4 separate regions of the Mus musculus genome follow, and all the other regions are linked to region 1. Evidence: chromatin contacts called from public HiChIP or PLAC-seq and Micro-C data. All regions are on one chromosome and are shown on one strand. The core of a region is the stretch at or near the end of the contact, and the rest is flanking DNA. Distances in the headings are between cores, read along the strand shown.

The links. Hi-C and Micro-C count contacts between places; a contact is called where the count stands out from the background. HiChIP or PLAC-seq counts read pairs in DNA pulled down with a chosen protein or histone mark.
Region 2: a Micro-C map of the G1E-ER4 cell line shows a contact between it and region 1, with 5 times the contacts expected there. The contact joins two enhancer-like sites. A contact is called at or near these places in 2 of 484 Hi-C or Micro-C datasets (both in the G1E-ER4 cell line) and 1 of 115 datasets of contacts at active chromatin or transcription factors (large pre-B cells).
Region 3: a contact with region 1 is called in a FOXA1 HiChIP or PLAC-seq map of pancreatic cancer cells. The contact joins two enhancer-like sites.
Region 4: an HNF4G HiChIP or PLAC-seq map of pancreatic cancer cells shows a contact between it and region 1. The contact joins two enhancer-like sites.

What each region holds. Positions count from the first base shown.
Region 1 is chr4:149,443,963-149,447,129 of GRCm38.p6, reverse strand. No RefSeq gene overlaps it. Among named protein-coding and RNA genes, the nearest start is that of Rbp7, 9.4 kb to the left of the region's middle. Within about 2 kb of position 1,694, at least 258 of the 459 cell types and tissues checked have an H3K27ac peak or open chromatin away from gene starts, as enhancers often do. A contact at or near this core is called in the G1E-ER4 cell line and pancreatic cancer cells, where this site is marked.
Region 2 is chr4:150,047,342-150,050,508 of GRCm38.p6, reverse strand. Gm13067 (a long non-coding RNA gene) reads right to left here. Exons shown (of 7, transcript XR_390962.2): 6 at 1,244-2,830. Among named protein-coding and RNA genes, the nearest start is that of Gm13067, 20 kb to the right of the region's middle. Within about 2 kb of position 1,623, at least 185 of the 459 cell types and tissues checked have an H3K27ac peak or open chromatin away from gene starts, as enhancers often do. A contact at or near this core is called in the G1E-ER4 cell line, where this site is marked.
Region 3 is chr4:149,994,997-149,998,163 of GRCm38.p6, reverse strand. It overlaps H6pd (hexose-6-phosphate dehydrogenase (glucose 1-dehydrogenase)), which reads left to right. Exons shown (of 5, transcript NM_001291004.1): 2 at 1,783-2,419. The coding sequence starts at 1,802. Among named protein-coding and RNA genes, the nearest start is that of H6pd, 6.7 kb to the left of the region's middle. Within about 2 kb of position 1,578, at least 31 of the 459 cell types and tissues checked have an H3K27ac peak or open chromatin away from gene starts, as enhancers often do. A contact at or near this core is called in pancreatic cancer cells, where this site is marked.
Region 4 is chr4:149,978,222-149,981,388 of GRCm38.p6, reverse strand. H6pd (hexose-6-phosphate dehydrogenase (glucose 1-dehydrogenase)) reads left to right here. Exons shown (of 5, transcript NM_001291004.1): 5 at 1-1,915. Among named protein-coding and RNA genes, the nearest start is that of H6pd, 23 kb to the left of the region's middle. Within about 2 kb of position 1,493, at least 206 of the 459 cell types and tissues checked have an H3K27ac peak or open chromatin away from gene starts, as enhancers often do. A contact at or near this core is called in pancreatic cancer cells, where this site is marked.

The sequences.
Region 1 (3,167 bases), core at 445-2,944:
CTCCTTTCTCTAGCTCCTCCATTGAGGGCCCTGTTGTTCCTTCCTATAGATGACTGTGAGTATCCATTTCTGTATTTGCCAGGCACTGGCATAGCCTCACAAGAGACAGCTATATCAGGTTCCTTTCAACAAAATCTTGCTGGCATATGCAATAGTGTCTGGGTTTGGTGACTGATTATGGAATGGACTCCCGGGGTGGGGTAGTCTCTGGATGGTCTATCCTTTCGTCTTAGCTCCAAACTTTGTCTCTGTAACTCCTTCCATAGGTGTTTTGTTCCCTATTCTAAGGAGGAATGAAGTATCCACACTTTGGTCTTCATTCTTCTTGATTTTCTTGTGTTTTGCAAATTGTATCTGGGGTATTCTAAGTTTCTGGGGTAATATCCACTTATCAGTGAGTGCACAGTAAGGAAGGTCACACTAAGAATGTATGTAGGTTGGGTATCAATTTAACAGGAGCTAGACTAGCCCAAGACAAGCTCTGGGCATGCCTCTGAGGGATTATCTAGATTTAGTTAATTGAGGAGAGGAGACCAGAGGGCCCTTAACTGGGAGACACCATTGCCTGGACTGAACAAAAGGTCCTTAAGTCCCTGCTGGGAGACTCCAGGCTTTGAAGGGCTGTAACCTGGGACTGTGAGTCAGCATGAAGCCTTCCTCCTTTACCTTGCTATCCTCAGGGTATTTTTCCACAACAGTAAAAGGAATCTAGGCCTTAGGGAATCTGCGTGATCAGAGAGGAGGTAGAACTGTTGGTGGGGGAGACTCTTGGAGATGCAGATAAGAAGGTCCAGGTAGAAAGCCCTAGGGCAAGTCCCCTTAACACTTAAGAACTCCGTCTGGAGCAGAAACAACCATTTTAGATGAAGAATCCGCAGTTCAAGATAACTAGAGAGAAAGGCAAGCAGGATGCAAGGTGAGGACTGTGGTAAGATGACCTATTCGGCCTCCAGCAGCTGAAGGAGGAGGAAGCCCACTGGGAGAGAGCAATGTGTTGGAAGCCGGAAGTGAGGCTGCAGCTCCGCGAAGGGGCGGGGCTGCTCAGCCATGGAATAAATAGATCGAGGGATGGCGGGGAGCCAAGCGTGGTTTTCAAGCGTGGGACCACCCAGATGTGGGGACAGCATTCTGAATCCCGGTTGAAATCACAGCATCAGGAGTCTAAACACAATTAACATTCCTTGCCAGGTGGCCAACATAGAAACAGTGTAACCCTTAGGCTTTAAGCCCAATTCATTGATATTTTAACATTTTTTTGTGGAAAAAAAATATATATAACCTTATGTTGGCCACCTTCACAGCAAATGCTAATTGTGCTGCGGCTCTAGAAGATGAGGTTTCAACTAGGGACTCCTTTTATCTCCCACATCAGGATGGTTTTTCTTTCTATCCTGCCTCAGTGGACTCAGTAAAGATTTAGGGGAACATCAGACAAACTAGGATTCAAGAGTCTGAGGCCTAAGCCCCACAGTTTATGCCGGAAATAACCGAACACTTTGAGGAGCCAAAGGAAGGACTTCCGTGGAGGCAATGACGTGACAGCTGCACCAGGCGCGCTGGATGCAACTTCCCTCCCATGGCTCCCGCTGCTTCTCTGCAGGCTGGCGCCAGCTGGCGGGCCTGACGGGGCGCAGACTGGAACGAATGGCCACTTTGAGTTTCAACTCGAAGCGTCCACCAGGGGGAGGCTGCAGGACCTCGCTGTGCAGAGCTGAGAAGGGCTGCCACGTGTCGGATGAGGACTGCGGAGAGCCGCGGGGCGCGGAGGAGGCTCGGTCCTTCCCCAAAGCACAGGCTGAGCTGTCTGTGCAAAGGTGTAATGACACGGAGAAAGGGCGGATTTTAAGGGATAAAAGAAGAGGCTTTTCGCGACGCCGCTTCAGCAAGTTATCTGAACCGAGCCAGCTTTCCTGGGAGGATCAAGAATTCCAGCTCCTCAGCCTGGACTCGAGGGGAGCAGGAGAGCTGTGGAGCCGGAGAACAATGGGAAGTCTGTGGTTAGGGAGGTGACCTGCAGTTCTACACGGGGACACCCGAGAGGAAGCCGAGAAGACGCTTGGTCCTTGGTTTTAATTAATTTTTACTTATTCCTACCCAGTAGGAATAGAGAAAATCTTGCCTTAAAAAAAAAAAACTAAATAAAAGCAAGCAAACAAAAACAATGTTTAAAAATTAGCCTTAGTACACACACACACACATATATATACACACACATACACAAATCCTTTCTGGGATTAAGGGGGGTTGGAGACAAGGTCTCACTTTGTGGCTGTGGCCTGGAACTCAATATGTAGACCAGGCTGACCTCTCCTGTAACTCATAGAGATCCACTGGCCTCTGCCTCCCTACTGCTGGTATTAAATATATGGGCCACCACACCCAGCTTTTTTTTTTTCTCTTTTAGTTGTGGTAAAAATACATATATCAGGGTCAGGGAGATGACACAGCACACAAAGGCACCTGTCACTAAGCCTTGTGTTTGTGATATCTGGAATCCATGTGATAGGAGGAGAGAACAGAGTCCTGTAAAGAGGACCCAAAGGTCATCTCTGATCTCCACACCTGTGTTAACACGTGCACACAAATAATAAATAAATAAGTGCAAATGAAATACACATAGGGTGGCATAAAGCCTTAGAGATGTATTGCCAAAGTGGAAATGTGCTGTCTCCATGGGAGCACACTTGGCTAGCATGCAGAGACCCTGGGTTCAGGTGAGCAGTGAAGACAGCAAAAAAAAAAAAAAAAAAAAAAAACCCACATAAAATCGACCATGTTGGACACTTTGAACAATCCAAATGGGGAACATTAAGAAAATTCATAATGTTGGGTGTAGTGGCGCATGCCTTTAGTCCCAGCACTCGGGAGGCAGAGATAGGTGGATTTCTGTGAGTTTGAGGCCAACCTGGTCTATAGAGAGAGTTCCAGGACAGCCAGGACTACACAGAGAGACACTGTCCCCAAATAAGGAAATAAATAAATAAGAACATTTATACTGCCAGGTATGGAGAGACTTATGTAAAACCCAACATAGTGAGCCAGGAAGTACAGGACTCAAGGTCTATGCAAGGAACTCAAGGTCAGTCTAGGTTACACAAGACCTGTCTCAAGAGTGCACCAAACCAGGGCTGGTGAGATGGCTCAGTGGGTAAGAGCACCAGACTGCT
Region 2 (3,167 bases), core at 374-2,873, 600 kb before region 1:
ACTATCTTCTCCTCCTTTTAAGCTTTAATCCAGTGGGGCCTGCCAATCACCCAGCCAGAAGTCTACCCCTGCCCCTCCCACATCCAGGAAACTGGATTCTCCTGAAGACAGGCCAAGAAGAAAGAGAAATAATTATCCCCTTGATGAAAGGATGCCCTCGTCCTTCCTGGAAACACCTCCCTCCAAGCAGCCAGAGAGAGCGAGCGAGCTTCCTCCATCTCACAAGGCTTCTGAGCATGGATGGCCCTGCAGGCTCTGCCTGCTCTGCTTTCTGAGTCCCAACTCACACCTCCTCTTTCTTGGTCACCTTTTCTCTTGGTTACTGACTGCGGCTCAAGCCTGCTTTCTGGCACCCTGGGCCTTCTTGCACTCTTTCTCTGAAATCTTCCACCCCTGCCACACAGCTGCTTGCCCACCTCCATTGCAAAAGGCATGGCTTTCTCTTCTTCTCTCCCGTGTCCTCTTCCCAGGGCCCTCGGCAACACGTGCTGCTTGCCTGACACGTTGTTTTCTCTCACATCCTAATAAACTTGTCCTTGAGCTGCCTTGGGGGGGGGGGGGGGGGGACGGGACGGGACTCGGACGGACCTGGGTTGGCCCCTGCTACACGGAGTACAATAAAGCTTTCAGGCTAGGCAGAGCCCCTGCCAGCAGGGGCACTCTCACCCACCCCGGGGGAAACCCCTCTGCTTCAACGTTAGAATAGGAATCTATGTGCAGGAGGCTGAGGCGGGAAATGCCTTGAGCTCAAGACTAGCTTGGGCTACACACTACATTGTCACACACACACACACACACACACACACACACACACACACACACACTTTCAGAACACAGCTTTAGTGACCCAAGCACTTTTTTTTCCTGCCTAATAAATTTCTCAGTACAAGTCTGGGTGGCAGGGTCAGTGCCCCCATTTATGGGTGGGAAAGAGGACCTGGGAGTCGTCAGCTTTAGCCCAACTCCCAGATTGGTGAGCACAGCCCAAAGGCGTCAGAGCCTTCTTCACGCCCAACAAAGATCAAAGAAGAAAAAAATCGGCCCAAGCAAAACTCCCCCAAAGGAACCCTTTCTCTCCAGAGATGATGATATCAAAGGACATTTTGTTACTTCTTGGAAATTCTTCGCCTTCCCAGGGCTGCACAACCCAGCAGTTCTCTGTAATTACCACTCAAGTACTCGGCCTAGTTCCCGACTCCTTCGCACACTTTCCCACAGACAAGCACACCGGCTCAGTGTTTACCTGGGCTCCACGGCGAGCAGGTGCGCAGACCCCGGGCCCCAGTAGCCCCCGGCCGTGGCTTCCAGGTTCTGGCAACGTCTCCCAAAGCCCCCAATCTGTGCAGTTACCGAGGGGAGCAGCCCTTCTCTGAACAAGTCCAGGCAAGCCCAGGCACAGCCCCTGCTCGATCCTCCTCCAGGCTGCCGGGATGGAAGCCGCGTCTTTCCAGCCAGGCTTCGCCGGAGTTGGAATCGCTTTAAATGGTCGGTATGGCCACATCTCTGTCACCTGGGAAGAAAAAGTGGGTCAAGGTGGGCGAAAGGCCGGGCGCGTGAGGGCGGTGCCAGCGAGCACTGCGGACGCCCGGGTCACGCTGGTCTATGCGTTGGCCAGGCGGGGAATAGGGAGGGGTAGGGGGAGGTGGCCGGACACCGTAAGGGCACCGAGCAGCCAGGCCGGGGTCCTATCGCGCAGGTTGCAGACATTGGGTCCCGCACCTCCGCCTCTGCTCTGCCCGGGTCCGCTCTTCCCCCAGCGAGAGCTCAGAGTTTGCGCAGCGTCCCTTGTCTCGCTCGCTGCCTAGTTTCAGGGCGCACCACCCTAAGGCTGATGCATGCACCCCGGGCCATCGCGATTCTTCCGGGTACCCCCTCGCCTCTCCGCAATGAGACCGAAACCTGAGTGGGCCTATAACAAGCAAATAGAAACCACAGGGACACGCAACACGCTACTCAGCCCGCAGGATAGCGCCCTAGGGAGAGGTCAGAAAAGTTCCACGTCCAGATCACTTAAATATGGAAGCGTCTTCTCTGAGCCATTGCCACCTCAGAGTGTTTCGGGTGTCCCTCGTAGCCCCAGGTTTTCATGCCAGGAACAAGCACCCTGCCGTGGCCCTGTGTCCTTTCTCCAACTCACCGTGTCTCCAAGTTGTGGCGCTGCGGGATTTTGTGTCGACCCAGCTCCGTAGGTCTTAAAACTCGGTGAGCCGGTCCCAGGAGTGAGGGAGACTTGCTGGGCGCATGGCGCTCTTGAGCCGGGAGCGCAGGGCAAGAGACCTCGAGTGGGGCAGGGCTTTTGTACAAACTTAGACTGAAGTACCGAGCAGAGAGCTGCAGGGAGGAGCCTGGGCAGCGAGCCAGGCACGCGCCTCCCATTTCTCACGCTTTCTTCTCTATCCAGGGCAGCCGGCACAGGACCCCCTTGTGGGTTAGTAGAGAGGCTCGGTGTGCACAGCCCTGAAGACCACCTTGCCCTGTGGGAAAGGGGACTCCACCTATGATTATGTCCCCTGCTAGTATGGATCTCCGGCTCAGCCAGGATGCTCCAGAGACAAACTGCCCTCGGCTCCATTGTGACACAGGCTCTATGTCTCCGTCCTGGGTGGTTAGTTATATGTCAGAAATCCCTTCATCAGCTGCAAACTCACACCCGTGCACGTCATCTCCAGTCCTCCACGCGCTTGGAATTCACACTTCAGCAGGGTCCCCGTGAGAGTGAGCGCCAAGCACAGCCGTGAGACTGAAGCGGTCCTGGGTCACCAGAGCAAAATTCTCTGCATCAAGAGGGAGAGACTCGATTCCTCCAACACGGAAGGGAAAGGGAGTTCTTCTGAGGAAGAGAGAGGCAAACACTGGCCCAGCATGCAAGGACCCTTGGGCAGTGGCCTCACCTCCCCGTTTTGCAGAAGGAAATGTCTGGGCATGAGCCTGTGCATTCTCTTTCCCCAGACTTGTAGTATCTGGGAGGTCTCAAGAGACCTAGAGTGAGCCCATGGCAGGCACAGATGAACAGCTCTACCAGGCAGGCCCAGCCATTGCAAGGTGGGTAGGAATTCCACACCATCACTCTCACTGCAAGAGCCCAATCTTTGAAGAGCTTCAGGGTCTCTGTAAAAGGAGGCTGGTGGGCTCTGGAGGCTGCCCTCAGTAAGGTCTTTCTTTCTTCC
Region 3 (3,167 bases), core at 329-2,828, 550 kb before region 1:
TTCTCCTGTAACTCGACCCAGGCCTCTTGCCTGGGAGGGCATGTTCGACTAAGGAAGTCCCGTAAGGCAGCAGCAAGGGCCCAGCTTGTCACTCTGTCTGTCACTGTGGAAGCTGCATTTCACAGCACCTCAGACTGTGTGAAGGGGATTGCAGTTAAACTGGCTTGGGTGGGTCTTCAGGTGAAATCAGACGGTGTTTGGTTTTGTGATTGGTACATAGAAGTATCATTTTTACGCCCTGCTATCAGCTGTTCTGTAAACAGGAGCTAACAGGCAGCAGGTACTGCCCTAAGCATCATATAAAGGTGAAGTTATTTTATTCTTGGAACAAGCCTGGGATGGAGGTACCACGACAGCACCCATTTTATAAGAAACGGGTGTGGCCAGGTTAAATAATTGTCCGGTTATTAAGGAGCTGATCTGGGGTTCACACTCAGGCACAAGGCCACATGGTCTTTCGTTTGTTTGTTTGTTTGTTGTTTCTGTGGAGGCGGTATTTCAGATAGTGTTTCTTTCTGGCTGTCCTGGAACGCCTGCTCTGTAGACCAGACTGGGCTCGAACTCGAGGATCTGCCTGTCTCTGCCTCTGGAATGCTGGGATCAAAGGCGTGCCCTGCCACACTGGACTTGTTTCTTGTTTTAAAGGGATTTATTTATTTTTAATTTTATGAATTTTTTTTTGCCTGTATGTATTTTTCCCTTGGAGGGCAGAGCCACTGGAACAGAAGTTATAGATGGTTGTGAGCCACTGTGTGGGTGATGGGGCCAGAACTCGGATCTTCTGCAAGAGTAGCCAGTGATTTAACTACTGAGCCATCTCCCCAGACCCTGTTGTTTGTTTTCTGAGAAAAGGCTTTGCTATGTAATCCTTACTGGCCTTAAATTCACTCTGTAGCCAGACTGGCCTTGAACGTGTGCCTGTCCTTCTGCTTTAGCCTCCAAAATGCTAGGTTTACTGTTGCGCACCACGCAGCTTTTTTTTTTTCTTACTGTTCTGGGAGTGGGTCCCAGTACCCTTGTGCATGTCCCAATACCAGGTTCCTGCTGAGCCACATCCTAGCCCCAAAGTCTATTCCTTTCCTATTACGTTAATCTGTGTATGTATGTGTGTGCATGTGCATGCACATATACAGGGAGGAGGTCAGAGGACAAATTGCAGGGTCCCAGGAATCCTTAGATCATTGGGTTGGGACAGCTGTGCTTTCATACTGAACCATCTCGCTGGCCCCCACAGTCTGGTCTTAGGTGCTGTCCCGGAGTCACTATTAGTTGTGACTTTTGCATGATGTCCAGCAGACATGAACAAAAGCTGAGTCATGTGTGAGAGAAGACGGCCGTGTCCTCTCACACTCCAGCCATTGGCTGGAAGGGTACCTGCGACTGTCCCTGGGCTAGGGTTCTTCTGCCATCCTGTTAGCCTGTGCACATGGCTGGGACTGGCTGTGGTTGTGAAGACTGCTCTCTCATCACCATGGACCTCCCTGGTGATTCATGCCATTCTCCAATGCTCAGAGTGGCAGACTGCGCTGGTTCCACTCAGTGGCCTAGGACTTTCCCAGGCACAATTCCTGTTTGCAGAGCAAGCTCCCGACATACTTTTGGCACGGAAGACAGACTGCTCAGGAGGGAGGGGATTGCTGTGGGACTGTAACATTTTCCTGAGAAACAAGTGACCGTTTCTTGCCAGGCAGGAAATGTTTGATGTCCTAGCTATGTTCCTTCTACATCATAGCCTCCTGACCCATGTCTGATTCTTCCTTGTTCCTTGTCTGCTCTTCCCAGGCACACAGGCATTTGGAAGATGCTCCTAGCGGCAATGTGCTTGGCCCTTCTGGGCTGCCTACAGGCGCAGGAACTCAAGGGTCATGTTTCCATAATCCTGCTGGGAGCAACCGGGGACCTAGCTAAAAAGTACCTGTGGCAGGGACTGTTTCAGCTATACCTGGATGAGGCTGGGAAGGGCCACAGTTTCAGCTTCCACGGTGCTGCCCTGACAGCCCCCCAGCAAGGCCAGAAGCTCATGGACAAGGTCTTGGAATCCCTCTCCTGTCCCAAGGACTTGGTACCCAGTCGCTGTGATGAACTCAAGGGTCAGTTTCTACAGCTGAGCCAATACCGCCAGCTGAAGACAGTGGAGGACTATCAGACCCTCAACAAGGATATTGAGACCCAGGTCCAGCAGGATGGGCTCTGGGAGGCAGGCAGGATCTTCTACTTCAGTGTGCCGCCCTTTGCCTACGCAGACATTGCCCGTAACATCAACAGCAGCTGCCGACCACACCCAGGTGCCTGGCTACGGGTTGTTTTTGAAAAACCCTTTGGCCATGACCACCTCTCAGCCCAGCAGCTGGCTTCAGAACTTGGGAGCTTTTTCCAGGAGGAGGAGATGTACCGTGTGGATCATTACCTCGGCAAGCAGGTGAGCTGCAGCTTGGAGCCTGGCATGGCTGTGCTAGGTGGTGTACCATGGCTCAGTCACGAGGAACTCACTGCCGAATGGAAAACTGAGCTGGAGAGTGTTAGGAACCCTCGGCCTCCATGGTCTTCCTGAAGGAAGACCGGAAAGGTAGAAGTTGAGGAAATGGGTGGAATAGCAGGCAGGACCAGTCTCTATATCCTCATCTGGGCTTCCCAGTGAGAGGGTATGTACTCTGAGTCCTCCATGTTGATCTGCCTTCTCCACAGAAGTGGTCCAGGGACTCTGATGTGTGGCTATGGCTTTCATTCGGGAATGTTGTGGGACTTAGAATTAGCTTTTCAAATCCCTTACCTGTCTGCCTTTTTAAAATAAAAATATTTTTTTTTCATCTTGAATGCTGTCTTGAGGCAAAAGGCTGATAACAGCTTAGAACTGAATAAGGAAAGCAGTGTTCACCAAAGCCTGGGAAACAGGAGCGTAGGACGACCTCCTGGAAGGCACAGGTCAAGACCAGTTCCCTTTGCACGGGCCTCAGGGCTGGGCACTCTGGGCTCATCAGGGCCAGCACCCCCCAACAGAGAGTGCACTGTACCCGTGCTCTTTGGTACCCAGACTGCTGAGCTGGGCCGCGTACTGGGCAGGGAGGCGACTGCCTGGACAGGTATTTTGCTTCCCATCCAGTCCTTTGCATTTGTCACGGTTATAGTCTCAAGACCAGGACCAGCTTTGCTAAGGGTTTATTGGCCTG
Region 4 (3,167 bases), core at 244-2,743, 530 kb before region 1:
AACAAGGTAGAGCTCTGGCCTCAAAACCCAGATAGGAGAGGGACTAAGGCCTCCAGCAGTTACACACCAGTAGCTACAACACACAGTAAGACTGGGCGAAGGCTCCACGCTAAAGAACCAAAGTGGCCTGCCAAGACTGGCCTGCGATCTTCAAACTGGTTTCTGTGGAAAGAGGGGCCAGTGTTGATGGGGAGCAGGGTGCAGAGACTCCTGGTGAATGTCTTGCTCTGAGCCAGGCCAGCAGAGTAGACACAATCCTGAGCCTGCACCGGGCGCCTTGCCTCTTCTGGTATCCCATCATCCCTCTGTGCACCTAGCTGAGATCCAGCGCTCCTCCGGGCAGCTTCTGTCTACTCTGGGAGGACACCCACTGTCCTCAGTATTCCCCATTACCCCTCAGCCTCTCCCTCTCTACAGACACAGACACTGCCACGTCAGAAGTTCCCCCAGATCTAGAGACCGGGGCTCCCTTTCCCACTAAGAACTGTTATGCTGTCATTGGGCTGTCGGGCATCTCTGATCTATCTAGACGGGAGGGCTCTGTCTGCTCCTGGGTCGGGGGTGACTCCAGATCACAGCCTCTTTCTAGGGCTTATGTGGCCAATTGCCAGCATCAGGGCAGACTGCAGCTAGCCCTCCTCACACTACCTCTCTCTGGCTTCAAGTCTGGCAGCAGCCCCTCCTCTGCCGGGCATCTCCACCATTCTTACTGACGAACCTGGTACCACTGGGAACACTACAGGCAGCTCCTAACTTCAGTCCCCTCCAGGGCCAACAACATAAACATTTCAGGGCACATACAGTTTTCATTTAGGCCTCCTGCTGAGTCATGTGAACAAGGGAAGGCCCAGAAGGGTTAGGATGGCCCGTCCTCACAGTTACCTATGTGTCAGTCACAGAGTCTCCGTGTCTTTCAGAATTTTCCCATAGAGAGGTTTCCTGTGATGAGGAGCGTCAGGAAATCTGTTTCTCTCCTTTTATTTGATTGTACTTTCTCCCAGACAGCACATGGAAAAGAATTCTTGCTTTCACTAGAGATGTGTGCATAGAGTGTAGCCTGAGCTGAGGGCTCTGTATGAAAGGCACTCTTGTTGAAATTCTGCTTACTCTGACCTCCAGTGACCCAGACTGACAGAACACCTCTATTCCTTGGCAGAAAAGAGGAACGCCCTGGGGTCCTTTCCTGGCCTGCTTTGCTCAGGCTTGGATGCAGGTAGTCGCAGGTGAAGTTCCACCTTTAGCCATGTGGGGGAGCCCACGTGCCACCACTCACATTCCACCCAGGAGGCGGGTTTTAGTGCCAAACGTCTTTTCTTCGCTTTTCTTGCTCACTGCCTCTCAGGCGTCTTAGCCCAGTGCGTTTTCATCAGTTCTTAGGGACTCGGCCTTCTGCAGTTGCAACATCAGAGAGCAAGGGGCCTTGCATGCCTCAGGAGAGAGGGTGCCCAGGCTCTGTGTCACCATTCTGAATAACGGTGAGTCACTGCCCAGCCTGAGCCTAGAATGTCCCGTTCTTATCCAGATGAATGACTCGCCTCTGTCTGTGGGGAGTCTCTGCACAGGGGAGGCCAGTGTGGGGGAAATACCAAAGATCTCCTTTCCGGAAGCAAGCACAAATAAAATTTCATTGGAAAGGTTGGTGGGGGACATTGTCTGTGTTCTCTGGCATGCACCTGTGTGTGCCCTTTCCCTTTCTGCCCCGGGTTAGGAAGGAGTGATGTTCAGAGCCAGGACCACGGAAGATGCTGCTCTTCAGACTTTCTGAACCATCATCCACAGCCAGCAGGGCTTTACCAATCAGTCACATCTGTGTACGAATCTGTCTCAGGAAGGAGCTCTCAGCCTTAAGACCTGGGATACCCTCTATTTTTTTAAAAATTTTCATTAAAAAATTGTTGCTTGCAAACCACTTAACATTGAGTTGATAAACAGTGTGACGAATACAGCCTTTGCCAGCCTCCTGCCTGTCTGGAAGTGGGGATCTGAGGCTGGGAAGACAGGACAAGGTGTCCAGGTTCCTGGGGAAGGGAAGAGGGACATGTGGTCACTGTGTCTGGGACACAGCCTTCCCTCCCTGGATTCACTTCTGGCTCCCTTAGGGTCCCTGTAGCTGTGGCTTAGCACTGGCCTGCAGGCCGTAACCCTGGGCTGGCTCTGACCCCGCCTGGGATCTTCTAACTGCACCCTGCTCACTCCCTGTTGAAACAATGGAAGCAAAAGTCTGCACCTTGCCTGGTGGCTCTGTGGTCTCCCCACTGATGGGCAGATGCTAAATGCTATGCACAGGCACACCTTGTCCTGCCAATAGCCCAGTGTGCCACGTGGCAGGGCCTTAGTGACTGAAGATTTGAAACTGGGAAAATGTCCAGTGTTGTCCAGAAACTGTATGTTAGATTCTAGAAGCCATGCCAGCACCCTGTGGGGCCTGTTCCTTTCCAGGGGACCCATGAAGGGCTCACATGGCTGAGTCAGGTTCCTTGGGTAGGCCTGTGAGTCCACTATGGGAAGGACACAGGGGCATACAAATGGCAGAAGTTGTCCTCCTTGGGGCGACATGCCAGTTAGCATCTCCAGGCTAGATCCTGATTTCTAATTCCAGGCAAATGTTCCTGGTAACTGCACTTTAAGTAGTCCCATCTTGTTAATTTCTTGCTTCTTCTTCTTTTTTTTTTTAAATGATTTTAAAATTTTTATGTGCATGTTTGCCTGCCTATGTGTCTGTGTGAGGGTATCAGATGCCCTGGAACTGGAGTTACAGACAGTTGTGAGCTGCCATGTGGGTGCTGGGAATTGAACCCAGGTCCTCTGGAAGAGCAGCCAGTGCTCTTAACCACAGAGCCAGCTCTCCAGCCCCAATTTCCGGCTTACTATTGCTCTGGAGAAAATACTCTCTTCTCACTTTTGCTCCCCAAATTAGTGGAATCAGAGCTGCCTTCCACTTGGACTGATATCTTAGCGCTCTCCCAGGAGGGCCTCCTCCGCAGCCTGACAGGCCTTGAGCTCCCCCATGCTCTTTTGCCTTCTTTCTCTGACTCTGACAGAGAGTCGGGGGTGTGCCATGCAAAAGGGAATGAAGAAGCCTCCAGAAAACCCTCATGGGGTTACTTCTTAGAGCTTAATTTCCAGGAACCTTTTTTGGATTTTGTCTCCCGCGGAGTGTGCGAGCC